Regions from separate parts of the Macaca mulatta genome. Here region 1 is linked to region 2. Evidence: chromatin contacts called from public Hi-C data. All regions are on one chromosome and are shown on one strand. The core of a region is the stretch at or near the end of the contact, and the rest is flanking DNA. Distances in the headings are between cores, read along the strand shown.

Region 1 (6,757 bases), core at 867-3,366, 45 kb after region 2:
GTAGAGGCGAAGGGCAGGAAGGGCGTCGGGGGGCTGCAGAGCAGAAGGCAGTGGGGAGTCAGGCCTAAGCCCCACCATGCCCTCCACGGGGGCAGCTGCCAAGCCCCTCCCTCCCTCACCTGACCCTCCCACCACCACCCTCCAGATCCATGGGGCCAAGGCCCAGGGCAGCTCATGCAGGGCAGGCCCAGGGCCCACCCACGGGCCCTGGCAGGGTGGAGCAGGATCTTTCAGGAGAACAGTCTCCTGCCTTCGAGCCCTCCTCAGTCTCCTCAGTTATTCTCCTCCCACCCCCCAAATATGCCACAATCAACAAGACCAAGGGGCCAGGGAGACCAGGAAGGGTAAACTGGCTCTAGGGAGTCTGCCAGCACCCTTCCATGCCCCTGGGCTGCTCACCTCTGAAAGTGGGCAGGGGGGTGGCTGGCCTGGGGTGGGGGTTGTGATGTCTCCTCTTCCCCATCAGTATCTGTGTCCTCAGATTCATCCTGTGAGCACCACAGAGGTCAGAGTTGACAAGAAAAGACACGAGCCCATCACTGGGAGTGGCAGGGACAGCAGTAGACCCTCACAGCCCCAGTTTACAAATAAACCGGGTGCAAAGAGGTCGCAGAAAAGGATGAGCGCTGGCCTCCTGCCAGTTCAGCTTGGGGCGAGGCTGTCTGTCCCATCATCAAGGGCAGGGCGAAGAGCTGGGGCCTCACTCACCTCCTGCTCTGAGTCTGTCCCGGACAGCTTCTTGTCCTTGCTTTTCGTTCCCATTCCACCGTTCTTCCGGCCGCCGCTGCCTGGTTTCCGGCCCCTTTGGGAAGGTACAGTCCATCTGCCCGGAGGTCTCCCTACTCCTTGGCCACCCCCAAGCCCTGTGGCCTTGGCCTTCCCCACTGTATGCCAGGCCCTGGCCCCACCTGCGGGCGCCCTTGTCCCCATCCATGTGGTTGTCCTCCCCGTCCCCCTGCATGTCGGGAACAGATGCCACCAAGTCCTTCAAGAAGTCAAACTGCTGCTCCAGCTCGATGCACTGCTTCCTGGAAGAGGTGAGGAGGGGCTGGCACTCAAGACGGGCCCAGACACCCAAACCCTCAGTGGGTGGCAGCAAGGGGCTCCGGATGTCAGACTGGAGCTCGGGCTGATCTCCGCCCCCGGGCCTGCACTCCTTTACTTAAGTGGCTCCCTCTGCCTGGACGCCCAGCCCCTCCTCTGCCAGTCTGTGGCCTTGCTGGTGTCCCGGCCGCCGCCCACCTCCCTCGCCATCCAAGCTCTGCCTCCCTCAGTGTGTGAACTCCCCGCGCCAGCCCCGCCGGCCCCTCCCTGCTCCTCGCCGCTCACAGGTGGGATGTGGTCATGGTCTTGGCGTTCCGGGACTGGGTCACCTGGCAGGCCTTCTTCAACAGCGACTCTAGGAAGAGCTCAAGCGCCCGGGCTGAGGGGCGTCAAGGAGAACGCCAGGGCGGGGGAGGGCGACCCGCTGCCTCCCTCCCCGACGCCCCTCGACCCGGCCCGCCCCCGGCAGGATACAGATGATGACAGGCACCGCCGCCGCCACCTTCCCAATCTCTTCGTCCGTCTGCATGATCTTCTTGATCCGCGCCTTCGGGTGGGGGAGCAGAGTTCAGACCCCGTCGCCTCCGTCCCCTAAAGGGGTGCCGGGGGAGGAAGGGGCATCCCCGGAGAAAGGGGGCGGAGGACGCGGACGCGGGGAGGGCACGGAGGAGGCGGGGCGTCCAGGCCCCCGAACACCGCGGCGCGCCTGCCTTTCCAGAGGGAACTGGGCCCAAGCCTCCCGGGAGCCGGGCCCACTCCCTGCCGGGCTCTGCCATGTGCTCACCGGCGGGAACCGCGCGTTGTACTTCTTCTTCTTGCTCGGCATCTCGGGGCCTCTCTCGCCGCGTCGGGTCCAGCGCCGCCGCCCGCAGCCTCCCGGCTCCCGGGCCTGCTCGCTGCCCGCCCGCCTCGGTTCCCCCGGGTCCTGGTGCCGCCCGCTCCGCCCCCGCCGCTTCCCGTGGAGTCCTAGCGCCGCCGGTTAAGACGCCGCTCACAGGGCCCTAGTGCCCTCCTCTTGGAGCCTCCCGGGCCGTGCGCATCCCTCCCCGGTCTGTACCGCTGCTCCCGCCCGCCCCCAAGACCAGAAGAGCGAACGTTGGCCCCGCCCCCCACGGCCCGCCCCTCCCGGGGTTCCCGCGATGGCCCCGCCCCCCGAGTCAGCACCTCCCCGTCGGCCCCGCCCCTTCCCCTGCCGGCCCCGCCCCACAGCGCGGCCGCTGCGGCCGCTGAGGCTGGCGGCTCCGCCCCGTGGCTGCGCTTGTCTATAAAGTTGTTGTTGAGGTGGCACGGCGCTAAGATGGCGGCGGCGGCGGCGGCGGCCGTGGCGGGGGTGGGGCGCGGCGGCGGTGGCACGGAGCCCCGGCAGGAGCGGAACCGGGCCCGGGGCTGGGCCGGCGTCGAACGCAGCGAAGGCCGGAGGTGACTGCGGGCGGCGGGAGGGGCAGGGCAGGGCCGGGGCGGGAGCACCGCTCGGGCCGTGGGCGTTAATGGCGGCGGGCGCGGCACGGCCGGAGCCTGGCGCTCCTGCAGGCTCTAGCAAGCCCAGGTTCGACTCCGGGCACCGCCCCATTGGCTTCGGAACGGCCTGTGCCCTTTCTGGACCTCAGTGTCCTCGTCTTTAAGTGGGCCCGATAACGCCTTCTCGGGAGGCCTGGCCCTACAGAGCCGGCCTTGGGAGCTGCGCGAACGTGCGCTTCTTTGCCTTCCTCTATTAAATGCCAGCGCTCCGGATACCTGCCAGGAAAAGGGGGCCTTGTCAGGGCCGGGAGGTGTAGCTGGGGCCGGTTGCTCCCACGCCTGGATTCACCCTTTGGCCCTGCCACGCACTACAGGTGACCTTGGGCAAGTCCTTTCTCTCTGAGCCTCAGTTTCCTTGTCTGTAAGTCAAGGAGAATAGTAATAACTGCAGCAACCCTTCTGGAGCGCTCACTCCTCAGGCATCTAATTTTCACAGCGGATCTACAGGACAGGAACAGTTGTTATCCCATTGTAAAGATGAGGCAACTGAGGCGCATCGACAATAACTCTTACCCAAGGCCACAGTTTAATCCAGTGCCTGGCACCTGTAGTTATTGTCTCAGACCCTGCCCTGACTCGGTTCCCTCACAGCAGGATGGAACCAGGTGAGGAGCTGGAAGAGGAGGACTCTCCAGGTGGCCGTGAGGATGGCTTCACTGCTGAGCACCTGGCTGCAGAGGCTATGGCAGCTGACATGGACCCCTGGCTAGTGTTTGATGCCCACACGACACCTGCCACTGAGCTGGATGCCTGGCTGGCCAAGTACCCACCATCCCAAGTTACCCGCTATGGGGACCCCGGTTCACCCAACTCAGAGCCTGTGGGCTGGATTGCAGTGTATGGGCAGGGCTACAGCCCCAACTCCGGGGATGTGCAGGGCCTGCAGGCAGCCTGGGAAGCTCTGCAGACCAGTGGGCGGCCCATCACACCGGGCACCCTGCGCCAGCTCGCCATCACCCACCACGTGCTCTCAGGCAAGTGGCTTATGCATCTGGCACCAGGCTTTAAGCTGGACCATGCCTGGGCTGGCATTGCCCGGGCTGTGGTTGAAGGCCGGCTTCAGGTGGCCAAGGTGAGCCCACGGGCCAAGGAGGGTGGGCGCCAGGTCATCTGTGTTTACACGGACGACTTCACGGACCGCTTGGGTGTACTGGAGGCAGATTCAGCCATCCGTGCAGCAGGTATTAAGTGCCTGCTCACCTACAAGCCTGATGTCTACACCTACCTGGGCATCTACCGGGCCAACCGCTGGCACCTCTGCCCCACTCTCTATGAGAGTCGTTTCCAGCTTGGGGGCAGTGCCCGTGGCTCCCGAGTGCTTGACCGTGCCAACAACGTGGAACTGACCTAGAGGGGCCAAACTGGGGAGACTGCCCTCTCCCCACTCCATGCTGGGGATGGATCCTCCTGTCTTCCTCCTTGTCCCATGAAGGACAAGCCCCCCAACTCTGGGGACTACTAGGTCACTTGGGAACTACCTGCATCTTCAGTCCCCTTGAACTTCTGCCCTCTGTTCAGGGCTGATGCAAGCCCCACAGGCTGGGGGAATCCGGTTGTCTGAGGGATGAGCCTTCAGCCTCCCTTTGTAATGCTGCTCCTCTCCACTGCCCAGGACCGTGGGTTGGGTGCAGACACCTAAGAGGAGAGACTTCCTTGGGACGCTCATCCCCTGCTATACCTCCCCTTCCTCCTGCATCTCCCCTTCTTTCCTTCCCCCTCACAAGGGAGAAAACTTAGTACTTCCAGCCCCTCTCCTTGGAGCCTTCATGGTCTAGGGGTAGGAGCCCCACTGGCCTGAGCATGCCATTTTGGGGGGAGGGTGGTTGTGCCTACTTGTCCTTTGGCAGAGGGGATGCCAGGACCATGGACATGAGGCCTGCGCATCCCTGCCAGCTCACACAGCCTGTCCCACCATCCCCCCTTCCTTGGCTACTTTGACATGTGCCTGCTCCTGGCATTTCAATAAAACCCGGCTTGGGTCTGTGTCTTGAGTGGTTTTAAAATACTGTCTTGGTGGTTACCTGCTTTGGTTGCTAGGGAGAGGCAAGGCCAGGAGAGACTACCCCGTTGACCCGGCCAGGCCCCCATAGCTGCCCCTAGCAATAAGTTGTGCCTCACTGCTGAGGCTAGGCCCTGTCTCTAAGAACCTCTGCAAAACCAGCCCCACTTCCCCTCCATCCCAAATCAGTTTCTCAGAGATTTCCCATAATTCCAGGGGTTGATCCCTCCAGGAACGTCTAAGGGGCCACTGCTAGCCCTCAAGGTACATTTGTGCATATTAGAGGAAGGTACCAAGCCCAGGCAGTCCTAGGCCAGGGTACGTGGTTTGGGGAGCAGAGGATGGGATGGGCTGGATTTCGGCACCCTAGGCTGGACATCCTTGTGCAGTGAAAAACCTGCGCAACCCTAGGTAGTCTCTCTGGAAGCCCCGCCATTCATACTGTCCTCTTCTACCATCCTGACCTTCATAGGGCCCACTGGACAGTTTGCAAAGCGCTTTCATATGTATTAAATTTAAATCTCACAACCTCTTCAGGAGATGTTGGCCCCATTCTGCGGTCAAGGTAATTGAAGCCAAGAAGGGAAAGGAGTTTTCTCAGTGTCATGCGATGAGGTGGGCAGAGCTAGGACTTGCATCCCAGTCCCTTCCTCAGGCAATGAGGTCCCTGAGCCCACCGAGGAAAACAGGTTTTCATAACTCACGAAGCATGTTCACTTATGTGATCTCACTAGGCCGCCCTGCTCTGCTGGGACTTGCTGTAGCCTCGGAGCCTGGCTCCCGCACGCCTCCATCTCTCCAGCCCAGTGCCTGGCCCTGGCCTGGATTGGAGGCCAGTGTGTCTGGCAGGGAGCCCCTTGGGACACAGCTCTCGTGCCGTGCCGAGACTGACTCAGCCCCCAGCAGTCTCACCAAATCGGAATTTAGAGCAGGGGAGCGGAGATGCCACCAGGCTGACTGGGTGGAAGTGGCTGAGTCATGAGATGCTGGCTCAGTCCTCTCTCCAGCTTCCTCCCCACCCTGAGCTTCCCCAGGGCTGAGTCCCCCTCTGCCCAGCCTTGGGAAGTCCCCAGAGCTGGGTGGTCTCCAAGTTGGAGCCTGGTGCTCTGCCTCCCTTGGCCCGCCAGGGCTTTGCACTCCACCAAAGTGGGCCAAGGCACCTCATGGGTCCCGCAGAGATGCCCAGGTGGGGTCAATGGCACTGGCTTCTTTCATAGCTGAGTGTGTCACACACACAGTCCCTCTCCATCGCTGTGCCCTGCCCCACCCCACAACCCACTGTCTCCCAAGCCACTTCCACTGTCCTCTTGTCCCTCCTCCATTCTCCACAGCCAGGTCAACAGATCCCTCCCGCAGAGTGGCCATGTCCTTCTGCCAAAAGCCCTTCCATGGCTCCCCACAGTCTGCAGGATAGAGTCCGCTCTCCTGCACTGGCCGTGACCTGGTGCCCATCGACTGTCCCCGCTTCCCTGGGGCACCCCTTTCTGCCCATGCTCACTCTGCTGGAGCCGTCTGTTACTTCCTTCACCCACTGTCGCACAACCCTGGGCCTCGGGCTGTTCCTTCTGCTTGAGCACCTGCCTTGCAGCCCTGATGGCCGGAGTGTGTGGTGACTTGTGTAATGGCTTGATGGATGTCCGTCTCCTGCTGGCCCCTAAGCCCCATGCCCATACTGTGCTCTGTGAAGGCAGGAACAGTGGCTAGATCTCAGCCCTGTCCCCAGAGCCTACCACAGTGCTAGGCCAGAACAATGACTCCATAAGTTATTATATGAATGAATGAGGTAATTGGCGACTCCAGCCCCTGCTGGACCCGTCTGCCTCATCCCGTCTCCACTCCCTGCTTCGCACTACTTGTCCAAGAACGTTGAGCTGCGTGCGACTTTTCTTGCACACATGGTGGCCTTTCTCACTTTCATGCCTTTGCTGGTGCTGTAGCCTCTGCTTGGCTTACCCTCGCCCACTTCCCTGGCTGGCGCCATGTTCCAGACCTACTGGCTCAGGTGTAATTCTTCAGGATCCTTCCTCATCCTTCCTCACCCCAACTGTTGCAGGCATGTCCCCTAGGCTCCCACAGCTCCCGCCTGCCTGCTGCTCTCATCTGTGTGTAAGATCCCTTCAGAACAGTGGCAATGCTTTATCCTCCAGCATCCGGCATAGGGCCCAGCCTAGTGCAGATGCCAAATTAACTTTCTTT
Region 2 (6,087 bases), core at 609-3,108:
ATCCAAACTGCTACAGTCACCATTCTGCCCTCTCCTTTTTTCTTTCATTTTTTTTTTTTAAGAGACAAGGTCTCTTAAAGAGATGGAGCAAGACTTTGTCTCAAAAAAAAAAAAAAAACACCTCTTCCTTTCCTGCATTCCCATCCTGTATCTTAAAGGCTCCACTCTCCACCTGGGCCCTGGATCCCAATCTCTCCAGGCTCCCCAAAGTCACCAGTCTCCTTCATTTCTAATCTAACGGGTTCTTTTCAGTTCTGGTTTTCCTTGATCTCCTGTGGTATATGGGACTGCTGATCACTCCCTCCTTCTAACAATACTCTATTTCCAAAGTTCCCATGACACAAAGGTTTTCCTGCCTCTTTGGTTACTCTATCTCCTTTTTTTGGTAACATCTTTCTCTGCCTACTACTAACATAAGGGCATTTCTCAGGTTCTATTCCTGACCCCGGCTTCTCATGTCGCATTCTTTCGCGGGCTTCACTGGCCACCCAGATACTGACTCCCAATGGCTTTATCCAGTCCAAACTCTGGATTTCCCTATGCACATAAACCTTGACAACCCCAAAAGTGAATTATCTTCCCCCACCCTGCTCCAAATCTCCTTCTCTTCCCTACTCCTCAATTTCAGTAGAAATGACACCCACTACCTATCTGGCTGCTCAAGCCAAAATTCAAGGAGTCATCCTCAATTCCTTCTCCTTCCCACCCTCATACAAGTACTGAGTTCTGTTCATTCCTCCTCTAAAACACCTCTCCAACCTGTCCACTTCTCTCCACTCCACTGCTGCTGCCTTGGTGCAGGCCACCATCAGCCCTCACCTGGTCTGTAGCCCTCCTGATTTCCTGGTCTCCAATCCTGACTACCTTTGACTAAGTTCTCAATCCAGTAATGTTTACAAAATACGGATCTGAGCAACTCACTCCTCAACTCACAGCCAAGGCTCCCTACTACCTTGTCAAGACAATCTACATTTCTTAACAGAGCCTACAGTACAGGATCCTTTGCGTTCACATCCCTGCCTATCTTACTCCTTCATTTCTCTACCAGGAGCCCTACACGATTCGTCCAATACGATTCGTCAAATACCAGGTTTTTCTTGTCTCTGCATATGCTGACACTACTTCATTCATTCATTCAACACATTTATTGAGAATCTGTGACTGTACCAGACAACTGAGAAAAACGGAAGCTCTCTATCCTCAAGGAGCCAGGTGGAGACAGTCTACCTCTAATCCCAAACAATCGTAGAAAAGCTTTTTTGAGACAGAGTCTCGCTTTGTTGCCCAGGCTGCAGTGCACTGGCGGGATCGCAGCACACTGCAGCCTCTAACTCCTGGGCTCATGGGATCCCGTAGAAAGACTATTTAATAAGAGTTGATATAGACAGTCTGGGGGTTTCCCGATCCGGAGAGCTTTGCTGACACTGTGCGCACACCCAGACCCGCACGTTCTGGGACCCCTGCCCGACCCGCCCCCTGCGCAGGCCCCGCCTCCTCACCGGCCTCATAGCCGTCATCGCGTTTCTCCCGCTTCACACGCCGCTCCGAGGGCTCTGCCTGGCTGCGCTCCCGCCCGTGCGTGCTGCTCCGGGCCTCAGCTTCGGCCCCGCGCCGCCCGCTCCCGCGCTCGCCCCCACGTTCCCGGCTCCGCTTCCGTCGTTCGCCACCGCTACCGCCACTGCCGCCACTCCGGTGCTTGTGTTTTTTGTGTTCCCGGTGCCGCGGCGGCTGCTCGGTGGCGCCCCCGGTGCCGGCCGCCGCCGTCGTCCCGGTCGCCTCCTTCTCTCCGCGGTGCTTCTTGGACGACCCCATAGTGGCACGTCCACTCCAAGCCCGGCTACCGCCGAGCCCAGACAACGCAAAATGGGAATACTTCCGGGTCGCTCGGCAGCCGCTGTCGTGTTGCCGGAAACTAAGAGCGGCTGCTTCCGTCGCTCGCCCTGGAGCCGGCCCCAGAGGCTCATGGGAAGACCGGGATCACTGCTCCACTGCACATTCGCGCCGTCGCGGGTCGGGTGGGTTCTTTGAGCCAGTGGTCCCGTTGTGCATTCGCTACTCAAGGGAAGCGGAATTAACCCGGAGATGGGATCCCAGAACTGGAAGGACTTAGAGGGCATTAAGCCAGTGTCTTCGTGGCTGGAAGTTCCTCCCCGGCATCCCTGCGCTTGCACTTCACCGACAACGGGGTGTTCACTACCTCACGGCCTTTCCGTAGACACCTCCCTCCTACAATGGGCGCTCGCTTAGTGGACTCCTAGGGTCGTGGCTTCAACGGGTGTTGTTTTCCCGTTATCTCAAATTCCATAGCCCAGTTTCCGACCCGCTATAACTAGTATCGTTAGGGAACGCTTCCTTCCCACGTTCCCTGGTTTTTTTGTTTTGTTTTTTTCCCTTGAGATAGGATCTCACTCTGTTGCTCAGGCTGGAGTGCAGTGGCGCGATCACGGCGCACTGCAGCCTCGACCTCCCGCGCTCAAGTGATCCTACCCCCTCAGCCTTCCCACTAGCTGGGACTACTACGAATGAACGCTACCACGCCCCTTTAATTTTTGTATTTTTTTGTAGATGGGCGGGGGGTGTCTCGAACTCCTGAAGCCAGGCTATCCACCCGCCTTGGCCTCCCGAAATGCTGAGATTACAGGCATGCGCCCCTGCGCCCAGCCCTGGATTGGATTTTTTAAACCCGCGCCCCGTGAACTGTTAAGACTGAAGGAGCGCCACATGAGCGTCAGTGTATCCTTGGAACCCCTGAAATTGAATGCAAAATGTGGCACATCTGTGTGTATGAGTTTTTTTCTTGAGGAGAGGAGCCCTAAAAAAAACTACTGGGACTTAAAACCCCAGTGCAGGCCGGGCGCGGTGGCTCACGCCTGTAATCCTAGCACTTTGGGAGGCCGAGGCAGGCGAATCACAAGGTCAAGAGATCGAGACCATCCTGGCCAATATGGTAAAACCCCGTCTCTACTAAAAATACAAAAATTAGCTGGGTGTGGTGGCGCGCGCCTGTAGTCCCAGGTACTCAGGAGGCTGAGGCAGGAGAATGGTGTGAACCCGGGAGGCGGAGCTTGCAGTGAGCCGAGATCACGCCACTGCACTCCAGCCTGGGCAGCAGAGCGAGACTCCGTCTCAAAAAAAAAAAAAAAAAAAAAAAAAAAGCCCAGTGCGCACAATCCCAATCGGTCCTGAAACCCCTCCCCTCACCCAAGGGTTGCTCAGTCTGTGGCTCCCTGCCTTGCACAACTCAACATGTGTTAGGATGTGAGCGTGTGTTGGGATATGAGTATGTGTTAGGATATAAGCGTGTGTTGGGATGTGAGCGTGGGTTGGGATATGTATGCACCCGTTTAAGGGCCCACGCCCTCTCCCACTCACTGGGCATCCTCAGAGGCAGGAGTCATTCCGTCTTATTGACGCTTGAATTTATAGGACCCAACATATACATTGAAGATGGGGTGGAGAAGTTACAGCTCTTGCTCTTTGAGATGTCCCCACTCCTCAGGAGCAGAGAAGGGGCTGTGTGTGCTGGGTGGAGGGAACCAAAAGAGCCAGAGCTCCTGGAGGGGAGGGAGTGCGGGGACAGAGCTGCCCGCCCACCTGCCACCTCCCACTTCCAACCCGTAGCCTCCACCACCCCCACCAGCAGAAATCCCACACTGTGTTTACCATAAAGCCTTTAATTTTATCTCAGAAACTGCACTCCGGGTCCAGGCTGGGCTTGTAGTGCCTGTCAGGCTGGCTGCCGGTGGGTTCTGTCCTTGGGGGCCTCTGAGGAGAGTGCTCCATTCTCACCCCCATTGACCTGTGGCTCCTTCAAGACACAGATAGAGGCCCCTGGCTCTGCAGTTCTCACCCCCATGCCCAAGGAAACCACTGACAATGTGGCTTCAAACCCTGCTCCTGTACTGGCTTGCTGTGTGATCCTGAGCAAAGTGACTCTTCTCGAGTCTCACTTTCCTTATTGCCAAGTGGGCCTCATAATCCCTGCTCTGTACCAGGTTATTCTAAGACATGGGGTGACCAGCGTGGTGGTGCCAGCCCCTAATGAGAGCTTGGTGTGTGGCTGCTCATGTGGTTGCAGAGTCCCAGACTGGCTCTGCTGCTTGTTCGCTCCTGTGTCCTTAAACATGGCCCTGCCCCTCAGGTCCTTAGTTTCCTCGTTGAGAAGTAGGAATGACAACCCTGGCCTTGCCTTCCTCGGGCTCTCTGCCAGTCCTGGGGGAGGCCCTCCAGAGCCCAGAGTGCTGGTGTGGGCGCCCTTCCCACAGCAGCATGGCAGGGCCAGTTCTTGACCTGCTGGGGAGACTCACCTGGGTTTCCTGGGGGTGCCTTCTCTGTCCACCTTTCCTGCCTCGGACAGCAGCTGCTCTTCATCCAGCCCCAGTGCTGACAGCACCTGGGAGAAGCGCCGAGTGACAGTGAGCCGGGCATTGGCCTGAGGAGAGAGAAGAGGGCTTCTCGCTCTGCACCAGGGCTGCCAAGGGCGAGGTGGGGCTCTGCTTACTGAGGGAGTCCCAGGGATTCCAGAGGGCAGCAGCCCTGGGATCCTATCTGCAGGGACCTACTCGCATCCTGCTTCCCTGACCCACTCAGCCAGTTCTTCACAGGGGGCAGCCTCACCTGCATGGCCTGCTGGAACAGGAAGGGCCGGGCCTGCACCCTGTGCTGGATGCCTTGCAGCTCCGCTTGGTACTCAGCAAAGCGTTGTCGCTCCTGGCGCCTGCAGGGGAGACAGGCCTTTGTGCAGCTAACCATGGACACAACTGTTGATCTCCACTCCTGAGCCGGCTCATCTTCACTAAAGATTTGATATTCACGTCCTCACCCTCACCTTTACAAAGCTATTTCATTCCCATTCTGGCCTGGATTGCTTGTGAAGTCAGCCAGGGTGGAAATTATTCACCCAGTTTACTGATGGCTCAGGAGGGTTGAGGGACTTGTTCAAAGTTGTGCAGCTAGGAAGTGAGGGGCCGAGCCCTGTGTAGCTGGGGCTTGCCAATCTTCCTGTGCCACCCCCACGGGAAAGGGACCAGTGCTAGCTTCTGAGCTTCCAGACACCTGCTTACATAGCCTTCCCTCCCCATCCTCTTCCCCTTGAGGGGGAGCTGTGGTTGTTGGTTGTGTGACTTTGGGCGAGGCCTCTCTCTGGGCTCTTGGCTCTGGGCTCAGTTTATTTCACTGTGCTATATAGCAGGGATCGGACAAGCTTGCCAGCATTCTCTCTGGTTCTTATAAGCAGACAGCTTGGAAAATGGGACAGAGAAACTAAAAAATATATATATATTTCAAATTTAAAAAACACACCCTGGAGAGATCAGGGTTCCACTGGGGAAGCACAGTTTTCATTTCTAAAAACCCAGCATGGCCAGGCGTGGCAGCTCGCACCTGCCATGCCAGCGCTTTGGAAGGCCAAAGAGGGTGGATCACTTGAGCCCAAGAGTTTGAGACCAGCCTGGGCAACATGGTGAAATCCTGTCTCTACAAAAATCAGCCAGGCGTGGTGGTGTGCCCCTGTAGTCCTAGCTAGTTGGGAGGCCAAGGTGGGAGGATCGCTTGAGCCTGGGAGGTCTAGGCTACAGAGAGCTGAGATTGTGCCACCGCACTCCAGCCTGGGCAACAGAGCGGAGACCCTGTCTCAAAAAACCCAAAACCCAGTTTGTGCACTTGTCATAAATGTGTCTGCTTGACAGACTTGAGTGTCACTGCCACTCCTGAAGAGAGCACCCTAGCAGCAAGAAGGGCCTTTGGGCCACAGCCCACATGGGACCAGGCATCCATCTGTGAAGCACATTAAGAGAGGCCTTGAGGTGTGGAGGCAGCACCCATGGACAGGAAGGGAGGGGAGACACAGACAAGACCCCAAGACCTGTGCTGGGACCTCAGCGAGTGTGCTGGGCCCTGTGGAAAAACACAGCCTTGCTGGGCCATGCCCCTTGGCCCTGTGCCAGCCAGGGAGGGAACCCTCCTCCATTGAGAAAAAGACACGGATTTGAAAACCCATGGCCAGAAACACAAGTTACTGCAAAAAAAAAAGGCTTTCACTATTTAGGGAGGAATTTATGGCAGTTACAAGGGGAGGTGGGAAATGAG

Evidence for each region. Hi-C and Micro-C count contacts between places; a contact is called where the count stands out from the background.
Region 1: a Hi-C map of liver shows a contact between it and region 2, with 2.2 times the contacts expected there. The contact joins the promoter of DRAP1 here to the promoter of SART1 in region 2. A contact is called at or near these places in 3 of 14 Hi-C or Micro-C datasets (cortical neurons, fetal cortex germinal zone and liver).

What each region holds. Positions count from the first base shown.
Region 1 is chr14:8,501,123-8,507,879 of T2T-MMU8v2.0, forward strand. It overlaps DRAP1 (DR1 associated protein 1), which reads right to left and starts at 2,117. Exons shown (of 7, transcript NM_001194542.1): 1 at 1,829-2,117; 2 at 1,519-1,591; 3 at 1,330-1,423; 4 at 909-1,028; 5 at 709-802; 6 at 400-488; 7 at 1-33. The coding sequence starts at 1,870. It overlaps C14H11orf68 (chromosome 14 C11orf68 homolog), which reads left to right and starts at 2,317. Exons shown (of 2, transcript XM_015113663.3): 1 at 2,317-2,463; 2 at 3,154-4,565. The coding sequence starts at 2,342. The coding sequence ends at 3,913.
Region 2 is chr14:8,456,626-8,462,712 of T2T-MMU8v2.0, forward strand. It overlaps SART1 (spliceosome associated factor 1, recruiter of U4/U6.U5 tri-snRNP), which reads right to left and starts at 1,859. Exons shown (of 20, transcript XM_015113661.3): 1 at 1,500-1,859. The coding sequence starts at 1,812. TSGA10IP (testis specific 10 interacting protein) reads right to left here. Exons shown (of 7, transcript XM_077962379.1): 5 at 4,618-4,717; 6 at 4,308-4,432; 7 at 3,659-3,808. The coding sequence ends at 3,685.